Regions from separate parts of the Canis lupus genome. Here region 2 is linked to region 1. A link is a contact called in public Hi-C data. All regions are on one chromosome and are shown on one strand. The core of a region is the stretch at or near the end of the contact, and the rest is flanking DNA. Distances in the headings are between cores, read along the strand shown.

Region 1 (2,819 bases), core at 312-2,811:
CCAAGGGTCTAGCTGTTCAGTGCGTTACTTGGAAAAGTATGGACCAGCAGATTAAGGACCCCCTCCATCCACTGCCTTGTTGGGCTGTGAACTGTGGAAACCAATTGCAGTGCAGAAATGCTTGCATGGGTCACTCATTTAGATGCCCATGGTGAGGGCCTGTTCTTCACAGAGACTGCCTAGAATCAAGCTGATGATTGAGCCTGTTTCTGATGCAGAGGTATTTTTCATGGGGAACAAAGGACTAGCTAAGGACAAAGCACAAGCCCTGGGAAGTACATTGACAAGTCCTTGAAACAGGGGGAGTGATGTTCCTCTACAGACTCAACTGCCTTGGTGTTCATACTTTGCTAAGGGCAAAAGGCAAGATTAGCCAGACACCCAGGATCCTGTAAGTCTACTTTAACATATAAAAATTCCTTTAGAAATTCCCTTTATCTCTAAACCCCCAAGATACATATTGGCAATCATCCCACAAGCACGTGGCTCACCAATATACATTTGAAGGGTCTCATGACTCAGGTTTTATTAGACGGTAATAAGTGACCTTTTCTCAACAATAGCTAGCCCCCTCAAGGTCCTGGAAACCTTGCTTCCAAAATTCCTTAGAGTATGCTATCCTCAAACCCCTCCCAACCCCCAGGTATATAATCAGCCACCCCTCACAGGCCTAGGGCAGCAGCTCTTCCTGTCCACGGGTCCTGTCCCCGTGCTTTACTAAAACCACCATTTTGCACTAAAGACGTTTCAAGAATTCTTGGTGGTCGGTTCTAGACCTCACCTATAATTCCAAAACTTCATCAGTGGTAGTGGTAGTCGTATGTGGTTCTGAGGGCTGGACGGCAGTGAACGGGAGACATTTATGCAGAGATCTGCTCTCCAAGGAAAGGGATGTTTTGGACAAATGCTGTTTGACGTGAAAAAGCATGATGTACTGCGAGGGCTCTAATTTTTCAGGGCCACTGAAGTGTAAAACGAGAAGTGGAAGATGCGCCTAAGTACGGTTTAGGAACCAGATTCACAAGGGCCTTGACTATCAGCCTGAAGGGCTTGAGTTTCATCGAGAGAGTAAGGCAAGTCACCAACCTTCGGGGGGCCTCCGCATAATAAGGCAAAAACCTAAGGCTCATTCCCATCTCCTCCCTCACAGAGTTGCCGGCAGTACGTCCACCAGGAACCAGGACCACTGCCTCACAAGCCAAAACTTGCAGACTGTCCGGGTCCTCACATGACGTCACGCACTCCAAGCGACGCATGCACAGAAGCTTTGTGCTGGACCGGCCAGAGGGCAGTCTTTGCTTCCTCTGAATCCCTCCATTTATTGGTTAGGTACAACTGCTCGTCTCCCTCGTCGTTAGCGGCGACGTAGGCGGGTACAATCTTGGTCGCTAAGATACCGCGTACTTCCGTTTCCTTCCCCTCTCTGCTATACTGAGACCGCCGACTTCGTCCCTTCAACCAATGGCAAATGGGCAGTGGGCGGGGCTTCACTTATCCGGACCAACGAAATGCGGGCGTCGCGCGGCCAATGACCGTGGGGCAGCCCCTGTAAAGTGGCTCAGGCGACCCCACGCTCGTCTTCCGTCCTCTGCCCAGCCCTACCCTTCCTGCCCCGGTTTCAGCACGGCGCCGGCTGCAGTCTGACAGGAACGGGACGGAACCAAGATGGCGGCCGCCGACGGCGACGATTCGCTCTACCCCATCGCAGTGTTGATAGACGAGCTTCGCAACGAGGATGTTCAGGTCCGGAGGCTACGGGGGTCTTGGGGAATTACAGGAAGAGGTAATGGGGGCACGGACGGCCCTCGCGGAGAAGGCTCAGTGTTCGCTAGGAGTGGCGGAAGGGGGAGGCGGCCAATCAGCGTCCGGCTTTCACGTTTCCATGTCCCTGGACTGGATGAGAGGGCGCCCGGGATTGGGTGTTGGCCCACTGGAGGGCGGGAGGCAGGCCAGCCTGGAGGCGCCCGGGCCTGCCAAGTGCGCGCGGCGGCCCGGGTCCTGGGAAGCTGCGACTGGGGAGGGGGTCAGGCCACTGGGTGGGGCGGAGGGAAGGGCTCGGTGATTGGCGGCGGCCCCAGAATGGCCTCTTGGGGATGGGGCGCGCGGCCTATTCCGAGTGGGGGAGGGGCCCCCGGTGTGTGGGGGCTCGGGTACGTTTTCTCCTTACTGTGTTCTGGCGGCTGGGCCTCAGCGCCTTGGGGTAAACTCTCGGAATGGGGCTTGAGCGGTGACGGCTGCCCTTCCAATTCCTGCTCTCCCTCCCTTTTCAGTTTTGGTGTAGAATCCACGAGGGGAGGTGCGGCGAGAACACCCCATTCCCACGAGAGCAACTGGCCAAATTTAAGCACGGATTTCGAGATAGAGATTCTCCCGCCTTCTGGGGCCCTGCCGGGCTGCGGTGGGCAGTTGACTAAACAGCCTAGCACATTTCTGGTGAAGGGCTGAGAAGACTGAGGACTCCACGGTTTGCCCACCCCGGCCCTACCTCCCACCCGCCGTGTGACCTTGTGCAAATTACTTCATCGCTCTGGGCCTGTTTTCTCTGCAATGTAGGCTAATAATAGTTCCGGCCTCCCTGGGTGGTTGTGATGGCCTGGACGAGTTAATACTGCAAGTAAAATAGAACGGTGCCTAATTGTTATAAGGGTCCAATAAATGTTAGCTGCAATTATTGGGAGTAGTAATGGAAGAGGTCCCATTCCTTTATAGGAGCTTCCATTTTTCTGTTTATGAAATTGAGCGGATTGCATTAGGCCCAGCCTCTGAAGTTCGAGGTAGATCACTGATTCTGGAGTCAGACAGGCTGCTGCTGTACTTCT
Region 2 (2,730 bases), core at 18-2,517, 150 kb before region 1:
ATGCATAAATAAAAGTCTTTAAAAAATTCGATTTGCCAACATAAAGTATAACACCCAGTGCTCATCCCATCAAGTAGGTTTTTTTTTCCGTTTTAATTACAAAGGCCAAAATGGCTAATATGAAGAAAAAATTTTAGGGACGCCTGGGCGGCTGCCTTCCACTCAGGTCGTGATCCCGGGGTACGGGATTGAGTCCTGCACTGGGCTCTTGCCAAAAGCCTGCTTCTCTCTCTGCCTGTCTCTGCCTCTCTGTCTCTCATGAATAAATAAATATTTAAAAAATAAAAAAAAAATTTACTAACTTGCAATTAGAATTTCCAGGTCAAAGAGAACGAAAAATTTAAATTGACTCAGGTTGTCTTCTCAAAAGGGAGTAACTACTTAAGTCCTCTATTACTAAACCTCCCCGCGCCTAAATAATAAAAATTTAAAGTGTGCTCGCTTTTAAAAATTTGGGTAAATATGCAGAGTATAATTACATTATCTCAGGCAGCCCAGGTGGCTCAGCGGTTTAGCGCCTCCTTCAGCCCAGGGCCTGATCCTGTAGTCCTGGGATCGAGTCCCATGTCAGGCTCCCTGCATGGAGTCTGCCTCTCTATCTCTCTGGGTCTCTCATGAATAAAATCTTTAAAAAATAATTACATTATCCCGTAATTTCATATTCTCCAATAACCCACAGTCATCATTTATTTTTGGAAGAAAAACACACTTGTGCCCTTCACTTCATCCCTTCCCCGTAGAGGTAGGAGCTCTTTCCGGGGGATTAGCATCTCTTTAGGAAGTTCCACTCTATCGGCTTCGCCTCTTCAGTGGCGGTCTTCCTTCTACACGACAAGGGTCTTATACACTCCACACACAACCGCCCTCTCCCTAAACCTAAGACGTTAAGCAGCCGTTGCCCGCCCTGTGACGTCTCAGCTTCCACAGAAGTCGGCCGCGGCCTGAAGCCCTCCCAGCCGTACGGACACCTGCCATCCTCTAAGATGGCCGCGCCCTCGGTGCTCCAGCCTTAACGCCTGCGCTGGGCAGGGCACAAAGGGCGCCGCCATCTTTCTTCCCTCGGCCGATAAACGTGCCTCGTGGCTTTGATAGACACCAACTTCTGAAGTCTTACCCAGTTAGCATAGCTTTATTGGTCATCCCTCGCAGCGAGGAGGTAAAAACACTAGCGGGGCCAGTAATGATTTCGATTTCGCTACAAAGCCGCTATAGCCCCCACCTTCAGAAACGCCGGCGTGGGCGTGGCCTCTACGTCATAGAGCAGGGCCCGCCATCCGAGTTCCAAAATCCCGCAGCGCGCCAAGGGCCTCGCGGGATTCGCTGGTCTCGGTGGATCCGAGTTCCTAGGTGCTGCGAGGAAGCGCATCCGGACAGGAAGTGGCTATGGACGTTGGGGGCTTTTCGTCGCTGCGTTCAGCCTCTGTGGAGGTTCGGGTTCAGGTGAGTCAGGTTCCGGGCTTGGTTCTCGGCCTGTGGGGTCCGTGAAACGGGAGCGTGTGTGAAGGACCGCAGTTGGGATTTTATTTGGATTCAATCATTAAGGAATCCGGGGAGCGTGATGGGGCCTTTGGGAGTCAGTGATGAAAAGTCTGAAGACATCGCGACTGAGAGGCCCACTTTGTTAGGGTTTGAAGTCCACGTGGGTCGCTCTGCCCCTGGGACTTGGTGGTTGAGAAGTGGGGTGGAAAGTATATGCGTGAATTTGCCCAGCTTCCGTGTGTTAGAGGAGCCTAGGTTGGAGATGTCCCTATTGGTTTCTTCAGCCTGTTGTGGGTATGGCACTTTTAATACAGGACTCACCCTAAGAGGCTCCTGGTGGGCGCTCTCCGTGTTCGAGGAGATCCAGGGCCCCTGGAGAATCGGAGGGTTCAGGCTTAAGCCTTGAATGCTGGAAACAGACCTGAGGCTGCATTTTCTCCAGTTAATCCAAACCCAATTCTCTCCTTCAAGTCCATCATTACGGACCTTCCTGAAAACTTTGTCTCCCAACATCTCTCTTCGCACTGTCCCCACAAAATCAAGTGTGTTCTGAGTGAGCTAGTGACACAATGACTCTTTTTTTTTTTTTTTTTTAAGATTTTATTTACTTATTCATGGGAGACAGAGAAAGAGAGAGGCAGAGACACAGGCAGAGGGAGATGGAGGCTCCTCGCAGGGATCACGCCCTGAGCCGAAGGCGAACGTCCAACTGCTGAGCCACCCAGGCGTCCGGACATATTTACTCTTAAAAGATGTAGCTTTTGTTCTTCTTGCCTCAAATTAACTATAGTCATGGATATTTTCTTTTAGGGTCATTCTAAGTAAAAGCATCTCCTCTACCCTATATTCTGTTCCATAGTGAGAACCTTTCCCCCCACCCCTCACATTTAGGAGCATCTGTATATCTGTATAAGTATAAGGAAAATTGATTGTATCATGTCCTTTCATATCCTCAACGTATTTGCATAGAAGATGATACTTATACAGTTTTAATCATTGCAGTAATACCAACACAGGTTGGTGAGCCATTGCCATGGTGTCTGAATCAAAAAAATTTTTTAAAGATTTTATTTATTCATGAGAAACACAGGGAAGAGGCAAAGACATAGGCAGAGGAGGGGAGCCTGATAAGGGACTTGATCCCAGGACCCTGAGCCAAAGGCAGACACTCAACCACTGAGCCACCCAGGCATTCCTGAATCAAACATATTAATATAAGTGGTAATGACGTGAAATATTCAAAAGTATTGT

The links. Hi-C and Micro-C count contacts between places; a contact is called where the count stands out from the background.
Region 2: a contact with region 1 is called in a Hi-C map of blood, with 2.0 times the contacts expected there. The contact joins the promoter of LOC119875920 here to the promoter of PPP2R1A in region 1. A contact is called at or near these places in 2 of 9 Hi-C or Micro-C datasets (both in blood).

Annotation. Positions count from the first base shown.
Region 1 is chr1:105,635,634-105,638,452 of UU_Cfam_GSD_1.0, reverse strand. It overlaps PPP2R1A (serine/threonine-protein phosphatase 2A 65 kDa regulatory subunit A alpha isoform), which reads left to right and starts at 1,561. Exons shown (of 15, transcript XM_038527958.1): 1 at 1,561-1,743. The coding sequence starts at 1,666. It also overlaps the pseudogene LOC119870930 and the pseudogene LOC111098979.
Region 2 is chr1:105,789,526-105,792,255 of UU_Cfam_GSD_1.0, reverse strand. LOC119875920 (zinc finger protein 160-like) reads left to right here and starts at 1,267. Exons shown (of 15, transcript XM_038525537.1): 1 at 1,267-1,440.